3 separate regions of the Mus musculus genome follow, and all the other regions are linked to region 2. A link is a contact called in public promoter capture Hi-C data. All regions are on one chromosome and are shown on one strand. The core of a region is the stretch at or near the end of the contact, and the rest is flanking DNA. Distances in the headings are between cores, read along the strand shown. Region 1 holds the start of Mmp8 (matrix metallopeptidase 8). Region 2 holds the start of Dcun1d5 (DCN1, defective in cullin neddylation 1, domain containing 5 (S. cerevisiae)). Region 3 holds the start of Mmp3 (matrix metallopeptidase 3).

Region 1 (4,915 bases), core at 1,409-3,908, 370 kb after region 2:
TAAGATCTTCTTCAATTTCTTTCTTCAGAGACTTGAAGTTCTTGTCATATAGATCTTTGTCTCATGTGAGGCTATGCCAGTGCCTGGCAAATACAGAAGTGGATGCTCACAGTCATCTATAGGATGGAACACAGGGCCCCCAATGGAGGAACTTGAGAAAGTACCCAAGGAGCTGAAGGGGTCTGCAATCCTATAGGTGGAACAACAATATGAATTAATCAGTATCCCCCCCACCCCCCCAGAGCTTGTGTCTCTAGTTGCATATGTAGCAGAAGATGGCCTAGTTGGCCATCAATGGGAGGAGAGGCCCTTGGTCTTGCAAAAATTATATGCCCCAGTAGAGGGGAACACCAGGGCCAAGAAGTGGGAGTGGGTGGGTAGGGGAGCAGGGTGGGGGGAGGGTATAGGGGACTTTCGGGATAACATTTGAAATGTAAATGAATAAAATATCTGATAAAAATTTAAAACAAAACAAAACAGAAAAAATACTATGTAAAGGAGGAAAGTAAAAAAAAAAAAAAAAAAACGAAAACGAAATAAAAATACATTTTTCCTTCATCTCCCATCAAATAATACTAGTATCAGTGCCAGCTCCCAGCCACTTTCTCTCTATAAGTCACCACCTCTGGCATCATGCCTTAGCTTTTCCCTTCAATCTACAATCATGCTTCCTTAATTCAACGATTTAAAAAACTGAAGCTCCTCTTCCTTGGCTCTTACCCAATTGATGCCTTATTGCATGTCTTCATGGTTTCTCTCAGTTCTGCAATCTGTAGATTTAGTCCAAATAATTGTGATCCCCCGAGTTGTTCTTTAGGTATTTGCTGCTCTTCCTAGTTTTGCAATTTATTTGTTACATCTGGGTCATAACATTTCTGTAAATAAGTACTGTGTATACATGGTTTCCCAGCTAAAGTAATTTGCAAATGCTACAGTTCCAGAGTCATAATCGACCACAATAGTACTGGTTTCAGGAAGAGCTGAAGCTCTTTGAATTCCATGTATAGCTTTGTTGATTTCTGTATTCTGTACTTGAGAGAGAGAGAGAGAGAGAGAGAGAGAGAGAGAGAGAGAGAGAGAGAGAGAGAGAGAGAATGAAAGTTCTCCTGGGAGCCAGGTGGAGATACTCAGATAATGAACATTTACCTCAGGCCCTACTCTAGAATTCTGCCATGTCTGGAGAAGTAGGAAAAACAGTAAAGTCCAGAATGGACTAGAAGACTGTAGAAGAAACGTACGGCCAGGTGCTTCCTTTTTAGCTCAGACCTCCATACCCAGCCTCTGCTTCTCCTTTGCTATGTTCATCACAAATTGAAAATATTCCTAACCTCTTATGTTCTAAACACTTTTGTAAAATACATTTTTTAAAAAATTCATTTTTAAAGTTCATTTTAGGGGCTGAGAATAAAACATAGTCTGTGAACTACTTCTTTCAAGAATGAAGAACAGGAGTTAGATCGTGAAGACAGGCAGGCAGGAAGAGAGCCAGTGCCCTGTGTCACCACATCATCTGGAAGCCTTCACTCACCCTCCTAGCACTCTGGGGATGTCTGAGACATCTATCTCCTTCTCTCCCTTGTCCTTTTGTCCCTGGATGTAGGCCAAAGTTTTCCACTTGCTGTGAGCCCACAGTTACTGATGGTCCAGCCTGGATTCAAATAGCAGGTTGATGAACTAGAGCCTGGTATAGGATGGGCTCTGTTTCTCTCACCATACTCATGGGCTTGAGTCCTATGCAAAGTGAGCATGTGCCTTTCCTAGTCTTCCAGCCTCTGCCTCTCCTGCAAAATTATAGCAATAGTGTGTTGCTCTGAAAGCTGTATGAGAATAGGGCATTTAGTTGTCATTAACATGTTTGAAACATTGTAAGTACAACAGATGTTAGTTTTCGTCTTAACTATCACTATCTTTGTCCTTTCTCTGGAAAAACCCACCTTATAGTGAATGTTTTAGTACATCTATAGCAGTCATGCCACACAGAAGCTGCTGTTTACGTATGTATATGGACGTGTGCATTTATTTAAAAGTGAATGTTCATGTTTTGTGTGTGCTGTAAGTGGGATTTGTTTGTTTGTTTTGTGACAGGGTCTCTAACTAGCCTGGAACTTACCAAGTAGACTAGGTTGACTGGCCAATAAGCTGCAAACACCCCCTGCCTGGCACAGACCAGGACCGAGATTATACTCATGTACCACTAAGTTCAGTTTTTTACCTGCATGCTGAGAATCAAATTCAGGCCCTCATGCTTGTGTGACAAGTACTTTCCTAACAAAGCCATCATCTCTAGATGCTGCTTTTGGTCCCCACACAAAGCCTGCTTTGGCACACGCTATCAGGCAGCAGTGGTGGCTTAGAAACAGAAGTCTTACAGGTGTGCCACCGCTTCCCAAGATGATCGCTGAACATTCTTAAAATATTGCCCCGATTAACTAGCACAACTTCCTCATTACACACAGACAGAAACTGGAAGACTGTAGCCCCCGTGCCAGCCACCTCACCCTGACAGTTTACAAAAGTAGCGATCCATCCTCTTGCTTTGTTGAATGACTCCCCCACTTCTAGGTTCCAAATCACATTCTAACATTGAAGAACTGTCAGAGTGCGGTTAGCTATGTTGCCTCATACTGCTTAGGCAGAAGTTGCTCAAGATGTAGCTTTATAAGGGACCAGACAAGAGCAGTGATTGGCAGGGGATGCTGTGAGCTTGAGGGCACTTGCCAGAGGGGCAGAGGAAGGCAGGAGAGGTTGTCTTGGAAGATAAGATTATGTTTCGCCTGAAGACACTTCCATTACTGATCTTCCTCCACACACAGCTTGCCAATGCCTTCCCAGTACCTGAACACCTGGAAGAGAAAAATATAAAAACTGCTGAGGTAAATGGGCTGTCTATCACAGTTGATTTGCCGGTGGTTACAGAATTCTGAGGGTGGCTTTCCCTTCTTAGTCTAGAAGGACAGAAAGAGATTCTTCGCATGGGTTTGCCAAGGCTCAGCATCACTTTCTGAGACTTGAAAGACTCCACGTGGTCAAGGCCTGGCCCTGGAAAATGTAGACATGAAGACAGCTGGGTGTTTTCAAGCCCAAGGAACACTACTGTCAGGCCAGCTGCAGCTGGAGCCTTTTCAGAGAGAATATTTTATTTATAAAATGAACTGAGTTGCCTACCTAATTTTTTCTCTTCCAGTATACCTGTAACCCAGTTGTTCCACGCTCTATAGGCCAGTGCTAGAGTGATAGAATACTTGCTGGTATCCCAACACTAAAAAAATGGTGGGGGCTGTGGGGAGGTCAAATTATGACCTGCCCACCGCTTCCTGTATGGATAGTTTTCTGCAGCCAAAAATACTTTCATATAGAGACGATAGATGGAAATGGGGGGTTATAATTAATTAAAATTAACACATTGTTAATCAGATTTTCCAGGACTGTTTATTAAACTTTGGAAGTTTAGCATCTCTCTTGTTTTATAGTATAAAAAAAGGCCACTTTTTTATGCAAGAGAATGTAATCACCAATTTCTTGTTCATAGTTTTCTTAGTATTGAAATTTCCGGAAAGCATAATTCTTGCTCTTTTCTCGCAATCATTTTTGTGCCTGGCACAGAAGCCCCTAAGTTCGTACTGAGGGTGGGCTGGGTTCACTTTGCAGGTGCCACTCCTCTAAGTATCACAATGACTGTGATGTTGGAGACAAAGAACAGTGCTGGGATTTGCCCACACCTGCCACATCTCAAAGTGCAAGCTCTGCTCTCTGTCACCTCCAAATAACCAGGTAGTCACATACGAAGCACAGTATATATACATAGGCTACACATGGCAAGGTAAAGAGACCTTACCATTGACTGGCATGTCAACACTTGTGAATGAGAGTGGCTTACAAGATCTTATCTTGGTAAATGAAATGCTGCTGTTGCCCCAAACATCTTTTAAATGACCAGTTCTCATTTGAAAGCCATTGCAGTAAGCCAGGACCTGTACTGTCACCTTCCCTTTGGTTCTTGAACCCTCCATTTCTCTGTGAGGGTGATTAAACCCTCTCTCCATTTAGTGAAAGAATTTTTAAGCAGAAAAGTCCTCATTTTTATAACTAACACTTCAACAGATATAAAAACAATAGTTAAAAGCCAGTACTGATTAAAACAAAAGCCATGCTGCGGACTGTATAGTAGCGGACTATATAGTAGAGGACTGTATAGTAGCGGGCTGTATAGTAGTGGACTGTATAGTAGCAGTTGGTGTGTGACTTGGATTCATTCCTCCCCTGTTGTAAGACTTTTGTTTTTTATTCAAAAATCCATGAGATCTCAGGGAATGCAGAGAATGTTCTATGGCGTTGTTCTTTCAAAATCAATCTACAAGTTATTTTAATTAAGTGAATTTCTTTTCGTGAGTGTGGGAGGGAATTGCATGCCACAGTGCACATATGGTAATCAGAACACAGTAAACTTGGAAGAAAGAGTCAGCTCTCTCCTTCTACTGTGTGGGTGGTGAGGTCAATCTTAGCTTGTCAGGCTTGACCCACTGAGCTATCCCTTCCCACAATTTCTGTTATTGTCCCTTGCCTGTCGGGTCCTGGTTTACATTCTGTGGCAACTTAGAAAGAATTGCAAAATGTCCGGAGCAATTTCACAGCAAGTACTCTGGTGTGTTTATTTTGATCAGAATTACCTACGAAAATTCTACAACTTACCAAGCAATCAATTCCGGTCTTCGAGGAATGCCACGATGGTTGCAGAGAAGCTTAAAGAGATGCAGCGCTTCTTCAGCTTAGCAGAGACTGGGAAGTTAGATGCAGCTACAATGGGGATTATGGAAATGCCTCGATGTGGAGTGCCTGACTCTGGTGATTTCTTGCTAACCCCAGGAAGTCCCAAGTGGACACACACTAACCTGACCTACAGGTGACATTCCTAGAG
Region 2 (4,541 bases), core at 669-3,168:
TGCCCCACAGAAATCCAGTCACAAGGCCAATACAATGGCTGTGGTCCAGTACACTGCTATAGGATGAGTAGAACAAGGAGCAGGTGTTACCTAGTGTGTATCTCTGTATTGCTCTTCAATATTAGTTCCTGAGTGCTGTCTTGAAATGTCAAAAACAAAGTCCTGATTTGACAACTAATTCTCTGGGTTTATGGTTATGGAAATAACTCATAAAATTTTGACTTACAGTGTTTGAAAAAACAACAGTAACTTTTGGAAAGGAAAACAAATGGATTCAGTACAACAATCACATGGGCAACCCATAAATTCTTTTGTGCCTCCAGTGCTTGCTTATTTTTGACAAGTGTAGAAAAGTCCTATTTTTAAAGCTGTAAGGAAAAATATAAACTATACTGAATATGAATATATATATATATATATATATATATATATATATATACTTAGCACATCTCTGGGACTATTTTTGGCTACATTAATTCAGATATAACTATTTTAAAAGTTCTGTTTTCCATTTCTTCATTCTACAATCCTTAAACCTAAGAAATATGCAAATCATCAAACTGTCAAATGAATAGACCTGTTTCAGCCTTGTGTGCTTAATCTGTTTATGTTGTGCCACTCTACTAACAGACGGCTAAAATGCATTTTTAAGATTTTTCTTCATAAAGTTGATGAGTACCTTAGGATCTAAACCAGAATACCCTTTTGTTTTAATACTACTTCCTTTCCTTTCCTTCTTGTGACTTAGTCAAAGAAAATTAGACCACATAACAAAGAACTCAGCACCCTCATAGCTTCTCATTATTTACTATATAGAAAATCAAGAACTATCACGAGCAGCAGAAAAAATTAAATCACATAACTAGGTGCTTTTCTGTACACAGACATAATGTCCCTTCCCAAGTCTCACAACCTGAGTTCCACCTCAAGAGTGACAAGATTGATGGAGAAAATGAACTTTCAAGTTGTCATCCCAGCACTGGCACACAAGTGCCCCCACAATAAATACATATATAAAACAAACAAACAAAAAAAAAACCCTTCATCTTTCAGTTGTCTACTTCCTGTAGGGAGTTCTGTTTTAGAGCTTACATTTTATAATTTTCATGTAAAAACAATGTTTCGTGCATTGTTTATAATAGAGTCGAATGGGTTATAGGTTTGAACATTATGTTCACTGTTAAAAAAACATTAACTATATGCACCAAACATTGAAGTGTCCTCTCTCAGGAAACTTGTGAATTCCAGGGCATATTATGTATCCAGGACTCATTACAACAACCGGTTTTTTTCTTTCTCCTTGACTAGATTAGGGTCCCACGATGCAGTCACAGAACCACAGGGATAGAATTTAAAGAAACAGTCTTCTGTCACAGTTGGGTTACAAACATGGACTTCATTCACTAAGAATCTTCTATGAGATAATTTTACCTAGCAAACCTTTCTTATAAGCAGTATTTCCATTAGAAGTGACGTGATTACTGTTTCTTGAGAGCAGCCCATTAGAACAGTTCCCCAAATCCTCTGTAATAAGTCAGTCCGTTTCCCAGTCTCTTATCCAAGAGGAGAGTTCCTCAGAAGTAAAACATGGAGGCGTTGCCTCAGCACAGGAGGAAGCCATAAACTGACCCTGAGCATGAGGGAGAAAAGGACAAGGAGCGCGAGAAGTTGATCTCAGGCCCACCAAGAACACCCGAAAAAACTGGAGCGGTTGCACGTCAGGAGTGGGCACACTCACGCATGGCTCCTCACCAGATTACTTCGCTCGCCAGCTGTGGAGCGTTTATGATTTCTAGAAAGGACTTCCCGCTGGAAACCCGCCAGAAAATCTCCGGAGATTCAGGCTCCACCTGCAGAGACAAAAAATCCCAAAGTAGAGAGACCGCTCCAGGCCCTGCGAGCTTCCTTTCTACGTCACTTCCGGTCCAGAGCCATCCGCTTCCGGGTCAGGCTAAGCCGCCTGCTCTTCGCTGCTACTGTAGGTGCCGCGCTGTCGGCGTTCGCTGCTCCTGGAAAAGCCCGAGCCGCGACACCGCCGGCCTTAGCGCTGCGCTGCCCGGAACCGCCCCTAAAGAGGAGACCCGGGGCGGGGTCGCGCCTCGGGCCTCCGCTGCGGTCCCCGGCAGGCGGGAGCCGGCGCTGCGGGGCCTGCGGCGGAGCGCGATACCCCTCCCCGGCCGCCCTGTCTACCTTGCCGGGGAAGGCGGAAGATGCCAGTGAAGAAGAAGAGAAAAGCTCCCGGAGTGGCAGCGGCGGTCGCGGAAGACGCGGGCCTCAAAAAGTGTAAAATCCCCAGGTACTGCCTGTCCCCACCCCGCTGGCTCTCTCCTTCCCCCGGGGCCGGACAGGCCGCTAGCCGGGAGGAGAGGGGCGAGCCCTCTCAGGCGAGGCGGTCGGTGAGGCGCCCAGTCTCCGCTCCGCGCGGGACCGAACCGCGTGTTCGCCTGTACGTGCTCTCTGTCGTACTTGGACAAGCTCTGAGATTCGTCCCACTTTGTTGTCTGCGTGCCCAGAGGGTAGGAAACAGACGACCGTACGTATGCATTCTCCATCAAATTTCCCAACCGAGAAGTGAGCGCGGATCTGCCAAGATTCACGGCGTCCTTGTGTCACACTAAATCGAGCAGAATTGGCTTGGTCCCCACATTGTTAAATGTCAGAGTGTGAAAAAAGGAGCAGAGCTTGAAGAGTTTTGACAGCTGCCTTGGGAATGATGGAAAGAAAGCCTTTGCTATAATTGGTCTCCCGAGTTAGCATTTAAAGTGGCCTAACCTGGACGATCCCAGCAGGAGGCCTTTTAAATCGCTGGAGCCTAGGCTTCTGGACGCACCAATGCCTCCACTTCACCTGTACCAGTTCCGTACACTTAATTGGAAAAGGCCCTTGTGGTTTTTGTTTTCTGGCATTAAGACGCTGGTAGCTCTCAACCTCCTTTTAGGCGTTAGCAAGCTATTGTGCTCCATGTTCTCTTAGGGGAAAAGAAAACAAAGCAGAACTGTAAGTTAGAGCCCTTTACTCGCTTTGTGGCATATACTCAATCATCACAGATTCATTCCTCAGAAAGTCATTGCGATTTAGCTTTGAGAAGTGGGCTTCTTCCCATACACTTTGAGTTGTTTTTGTATTAATGGTCGACACTTAAAGTGACAAATACTACCATTACAACAAGACAGCCTGGAACAACAATATCAACTAATCAGTACCCCCAGAACCTATGTCTCTAACTGCATAGGTAGCAGAAGATGGCGTAGTTGGCCATCACTGGAAAGAGAGGCCCTTTGGTCTAACAAACTTTATATGCCTTAGTACAGGTAAAGCCAGGGCCAAGAAGTGGGAGTGTGTGGGTTGGGGAGCAGGCCTGGGGGGGGGGGGGTATAGGGGACTTTTGGGATAGCATTTGAAATGTAAATGAAGAAAATATCTAATTAAAAAAAAAAGACAGGCTGCACTAGACAAAGGAGATTTCCCTTTAAGGAGAGATGCAGTGAAGAATGGACTGCTTAAACTATGAAGGTGACTTGCTTCATCCTAATCTTTTTTGTAATTGATTGCTTTGTTCTTCTCCCCTTGTTGTGTTTTAGCAAAAGAGTCTAGGTAATATTTTTTGGGTGATGTATAAAATAGAGTTTTCATTATGCCCTTTGGCATACATTTTTCTTAACTGTATTAGCTCTTGGAGAATCATATCTAAGATATTTAAATTAAGTCAGTTAAAACAGCTGGCTGAGCAGTATCATTTGACTTCAGGTGATTCAGCCTAAATTATAACAGGGATTTTAATCCACATCAGTAGCAGAATGGAAGTAAGGCTTCAGGCCTTCCATAAGGTATGTAACTTAGTGGTAGAGAGCAAGCCCAGCATGAGCAGTCTAGGGAGAGCTGTCTAGCCTAGTCTTGGGTTGAGACTTAGAATGTACTTCTTTATTATCTTGAAATCTAAGGAAATAATTTTAGTTTCTAGTTATGGAATCCTGTAGCAAGCAAAGAAGCATTTAGATTTCATTGGTTAGAAATTCTTACACATAGAGTACAGGTCCTTATTGCTAATACATAGCTCCTTTCCTCATAATGCTAACTTAAAAACCATTTGTCTCATTTACATGGAAGCAATTCTTGTTGAAGCTACTTTATCACTAAGCGTTGAGTCGTAGTAAGTCTTAGGCATTTGTGTGTTTTCTAAGCTATTGCAGATCCCAGCCTCCTGCTAGACTCATCAGTGGAGAGGAAGATTTTTCAAGAAAGAAGTGCCTGGCTTGGTTTTATGAGTATGCAGGTAATGAAATTCATGGAGCAAGATACCAGTCATGCCCATTTAAAAGCTGTGTTTTATTATTGCTGACCTGTTATGTGTACTGGGATTAGTGTCAAGGCTAAAGGCTTAGAATTTAGTGCCATGAACATGTCTGACAACTTTTTTCTCTCTTACCTGCTTTCCTACTTTTATTTTTTTTCTTCTTTTATCATTATTATTCTCAAAAGTATTTGCTTAAAGCTAAAACACGTAGTAATAGTCGTCTTATATTTGTACTAGCCATGTTATA
Region 3 (4,708 bases), core at 987-3,486, 260 kb after region 2:
AGGAAAGTAGCCAGTCCTATGATTTTACTTTGAGAACTCAGAAGACATCCTAGTACATGCATTCAATTTGTTCTTTTAATAGAAGATCTTGAGGTGATTGCTTAAACGTTTTCTGTGGAAATTAAGCTTTAGAACTTTAGTTGCTGGAAGGTCAGTGAGATGGCTTAGGATGTACAGATGGCTTGAGTTTGATCCCTAGGATTAACACGGTGAAAGGAAAGAACCGATTCCTGACAGTTGTCCTCTGACCTCTGCAAATGCCATGTTGCAAACCTGCAGAAGTACCTAAGGGAACACAAGGAAATGCACACAGTAGATAAATTAACTCATTTTTAGGAAAATTTAAAAATCAGTTCCTTGAGTATTTATAGGATCCAAGAATTCAGAATTCTCTGTGTTATTATAAATGTTGTTTTGCTATGTGCCTTTCAGTCCTGATTAAAACATTAATACAATATTTTAAGTGTGTGCTATATGTCAAGCATTATACTAAGTATGGGGAACACAGAATTAAGTAGGTAAAGAGCCTCAATGTGAGTTATGGGAGATACGTTGTGCCACAGTGATCTGAATATGCAGTAACAGAAGCACACAGGGTGCCATTGAAAAGCGGGGAATGATAGCCTGGGACTCAAAAAGATTGCTCAGGGAAGTCTAACGCTGTTCATAAAGTTAACACTATTCTCTTACATACTGCCAGGCTTGTTTTTATTTCAAGTACAGCATGACCATTTTGCCAATCACATCTGAAAAATTGGGAACATAAATACATACCTTTTAGGCTTCTCCCTAAACTTTAAATACACTAAAATATATCTTAATGATAATTTCAGGGAGAAAATATGAAGAAGAGATTCTTCACCTAGAAGGAACTGTGGCCACTGAAACTCTCTTACCTTTTCTATCTCACTTTCTCTTCTTGGCTCCACCCCTTCCTGAATTCTGTCTCCTAAGGATTGCCACCAAGCACAACCCTTATTCTCACACCAGCATAAACAAATATTCCGCCTTTTTTGTTCAGGGAAGACAAAACACAGATTTTGTTTCATCTAAGGAATAAAAAATTATAGACCTGTTTTTGAGTGGTCTTTAAAGAGAACTCGGAATGGAAATGGATGCCTTATTGTGATGTGATGTTCGGTCTCTGGCCAACTGTCTCTGTCAGGCATTTGCAGTACTGGGGATGTATTCCACAAAAACAGTAACCCTGATCTTTGTACATCTTCCCAACTGAAAATATAAATTGCACAGAAAGAAAATGTGAGAAAGAAGAACAAAGAGAGAGAAAATGCAGATCCTATATGTGCACAGCATGTAGTTCACCATAATGTGACTCTCATCGACAGCATAGTGTGCTCATTAGGAAACAAATGGCTGACAAACAAGCAAATTAAAAGCACGCAATGTGTGGTGTTGGGAAGACTGGAGAAGGAGGCTGGAAAGGGGCAAGGGTGGCTAAGTTTAGCAAAACCTTTTATAAAATGCTTAAGTACTACAGTCATGCATTATACACTGAGAATACAAGTGAGACTCTACTGGGGAGGGGAGGGAAGGAGAGGGGAGGGGAGAGAGAGAGGAAAAGAGGTGAGGCAAATGGAGGGAAGGAGAGAATAGGGGAGGAGTAAAGAAGAGAGAAGAGGAGAAGCAAATTAAAGTAAAGCATAAGCAAAGAATCTTGGGTGATATTTTTCAACATCAAATCATCTACTACAAAAGAAAACTTGTGACAAAAATAAAAGATATGAGATAAACCAGGACATTCTAGTTCAGTAAATCATATCAATATATGAGTCTTTATAGAAAAAGGTATTATAGGCCCATGATCTTTTAATATATGTGGTCACTGATAGTGTGGACTGTAGCTATACATGCAGACATTTTCCTTACCTCTTCTCACAGTATTCAGCTTGGGCTTCTGGAAGTTCTTTGTACAACTTGGACTTTTTACCAAGTTAGTCCACTTCTATCCAAGTCACAAACATTACAGCTCTGGAAGGACAGTTAAATTTTCCAAAGTGGAAAAAAATGCCCCAGTTTTCTCTTTTGCCAAGGCAGGAAGCATTTCCTGGAGATTAATCACCATTTGCCTTGCAAAATTAAGAAGGTTTGAAGAACTTAGTAAAGAAGATTGTATCACCCTACTCTGATTTTTAATTTTTGGAAGTGGTCCCATTTGGATGGAAGCAATTATGAGTCAGTTTTCGGGTGACTCTACAAACACAACCACTCTATAAAAGTTGGGCTTAAGAAGGTGGACCTAGAAGGAGGCAGCAGAGAACCTACTGAAGGTGGTACAGAGCTGTGGGAAGTCAATGAAAATGAAGGGTCTTCCGGTCCTGCTGTGGCTGTGTGTGGTTGTGTGCTCATCCTACCCATTGCATGACAGTGCAAGGGATGATGATGCTGGTATGGAGCTTCTGCAGGTAAGGGGTGAAAATGGCCTCTGGGCTTTTGGTGGGGCACAGCTTTGCATTCCACAGCCGGGTTCTGACTGCCTGTGTAAATGTGGCTTGGCAATAGAGAAGAATTAGAAATTATTGAATCTCAATATCACATGATCCTTCCTGTTATGTAAGAACAAAGGCCAGGAATATCGGGTGATTTTTTATGATTATGCAGTATGGTGGCAGAGGCAACACTGGTGCAGGAGGCACATGAACGGCAAGGGAAGGGCACATGAACTGTGCCTTGCTTTGGTCCAGTGTAATTTAGTAAAATATTTGTACTGTTAGTATAAGAGAGGCATGTCTGTTTTTTCCCTAGTAAACTAAATCCTTATGAAAAGTGGAAAATTGAGAAAATTAAATAAAATTACCCCAAACAGACAACTATTCGCACAAATGCTAATTTGTTCATTTTGCTTTTCTCTACACTAAATGCTTTTGAAATTTCCCCTTGAAGTCATTGTTTTAATGGCAAGCTAAAACTACAGAGACACTGTGTTTCAAAACAAAGTAAAGATGTAGTCACTACTGACAAATTAATGAAGTATTAAACTTAGGATTTCAGCAAATTGGAAAAAGAGGTCAAAGACACTGAAAAAGTAAGTGTCTGTCAGGCTCGGTTGTCCGAGCCTGTAAACCCAGTGCTCAGAAGGCAGACACAGAAGGGTTGTGAGTTAAAGAAACTTCTTGGCTAGATAATGAGATCCTGTCGAAATGAATGAGGAAAGGAAAGAAGGAAGGAAGGAAGGAAGGAAGGAAGGAAGGAAGGAAGGAAGGAAGGAAGGAAGGAAGGAAGGAAAGAGAAGGGAAGGAGGAAGGGTGTGTGACTGTAAAAGTTTACTATAAATAACAATAGCTTAAAAAATCCGAATTGTTACTTAAACGTTATATTTATTCCATTAGAAATACCTAGAAAACTACTATGGCCTTGCAAAAGATGTGAAGCAATTTATTAAGAAAAAGGACAGTAGTCTTATTGTCAAAAAAATTCAAGAAATGCAGAAGTTCCTCGGGTTGGAGATGACAGGGAAGCTGGACTCCAACACTATGGAGCTGATGCATAAGCCCAGGTGTGGTGTTCCTGATGTTGGTGGCTTCAGTACCTTCCCAGGTTCGCCAAAATGGAGGAAATCCCACATCACCTACAGGTAATGGCACCAGAGTTTTCACACAGCATTATAAATGTGTCAGGAGCATCACAGAAGCAAAGATTACCTTCTTTGATTTCTCTTATCCAGGATTGTGAATTATACACCGGATTTGCCAAGACAGAGTGTGGATTCTGCCATTGAAAAAGCTTTGAAGGTCTGGGAGGAGGTGACCCCACTCACTTTCTCCAGGATCTCTGAAGGAGAGGCTGACATAATGATCTCCTTTGCAGTTGGAGGTAAAAGCCAAAAACTACCTGAAATACTCATGAACAGGTGGCATTTTACTAAAAATTACACACACACTCATATATATACATATGTATGTATGTATTTCTTTTAAGAACATGGAGACTTTGTCCCTTTTGATGGGCCTGGAACAGTCTTGGCTCATGCCTATGCACCTGGACCAGGGATTAATGGAGATGCTCACTTTGACGATGATGAACGATGGACAGAGGATGTCACTGGTGAGTGCTGCAGCTCACAGCATGACTTAGTTTCATTTCTTTTCATATTTAGGGATGTCCTCATAACCAGTGGTTTTTTTATTAGATATTTTCTTCATTTACATTTCCAATGCTATCCCAAAAGTCCTCTATACCCCCCCCCCCGGCCCTGTTCCCCTACTCACTCACTCCTACTTCTTGGCCCTGGCTTTCCCCTGTACTGGGGCATATAAAGTTTGCTGGACCAAGGGGCCTCTCTTCCCAATGATGGCTGACAAAGCTACATATCTTCTTCTGCTACATATGCAGCTAGAGACATGAGCTCTGGGGGTACTGGTTAGTTCATATTGTTGTTCCACCTATAGGGTTGCAGACCCCTTCAGCTCCTTGGGTACTTTCTCTAGCTCCTCCATTGGGGGTCCTGTGATCCATCCAATAGATGACTGTGAGCCTCCACTTCTGTATTTGCCAGGCACTGTCAAAGCCTCACAGGAGACAGCTGTATCAAATAACCAGCAGTATTAATGATAGAGTGCATTCTGGATTCCAATGAAATACTTTGTTTTACTTATTGCTGAATGTACTTTCAGATGCTTAGAAACTATTTATTTTCCTGATACTAACAACATAAAATGTATCACTAAGTGTCTGACCTGCGCAAATTCAA

The links. Capture Hi-C pulls out chosen DNA fragments and counts their contacts.
Region 1: a contact with region 2 is called in a promoter capture Hi-C map of liver. The contact joins the promoter of Mmp8 here to the promoter of Dcun1d5 in region 2. A contact is called at or near these places in 8 of 39 promoter capture datasets (the C10 cell line, cranial neural crest, embryonic stem cells and 5 more), 1 of 484 Hi-C or Micro-C datasets (bone marrow-derived macrophages), 9 of 115 datasets of contacts at active chromatin or transcription factors (the SCID.adh cell line, bone marrow-derived macrophages, cardiomyocytes and 5 more) and 5 of 9 other capture datasets (adipose tissue, embryonic stem cells, liver and 2 more).
Region 3: a promoter capture Hi-C map of adipose tissue shows a contact between it and region 2. The contact joins the promoter of Mmp3 here to the promoter of Dcun1d5 in region 2. A contact is called at or near these places in 5 of 39 promoter capture datasets (the 3T3-L1 cell line, the C10 cell line, cranial neural crest and 2 more) and 1 of 9 other capture datasets (adipose tissue).

Annotation. Positions count from the first base shown.
Region 1 is chr9:7,555,771-7,560,685 of GRCm38.p6, forward strand. Mmp8 (matrix metallopeptidase 8) reads left to right here and starts at 2,659. Exons shown (of 10, transcript NM_008611.4): 1 at 2,659-2,873; 2 at 4,662-4,900. The coding sequence starts at 2,766. Gm31751 (a long non-coding RNA gene) reads right to left here. Exons shown (of 4, transcript XR_379096.3): 4 at 1,402-2,843.
Region 2 is chr9:7,182,587-7,187,127 of GRCm38.p6, forward strand. Dcun1d5 (DCN1, defective in cullin neddylation 1, domain containing 5 (S. cerevisiae)) reads left to right here and starts at 1,919. Exons shown (of 8, transcript NM_029775.3): 1 at 1,919-2,296; 2 at 4,182-4,273. The coding sequence starts at 2,211.
Region 3 is chr9:7,443,586-7,448,293 of GRCm38.p6, forward strand. Mmp3 (matrix metallopeptidase 3) reads left to right here and starts at 2,237. Exons shown (of 10, transcript NM_010809.2): 1 at 2,237-2,423; 2 at 3,348-3,592; 3 at 3,683-3,831; 4 at 3,937-4,062. The coding sequence starts at 2,313.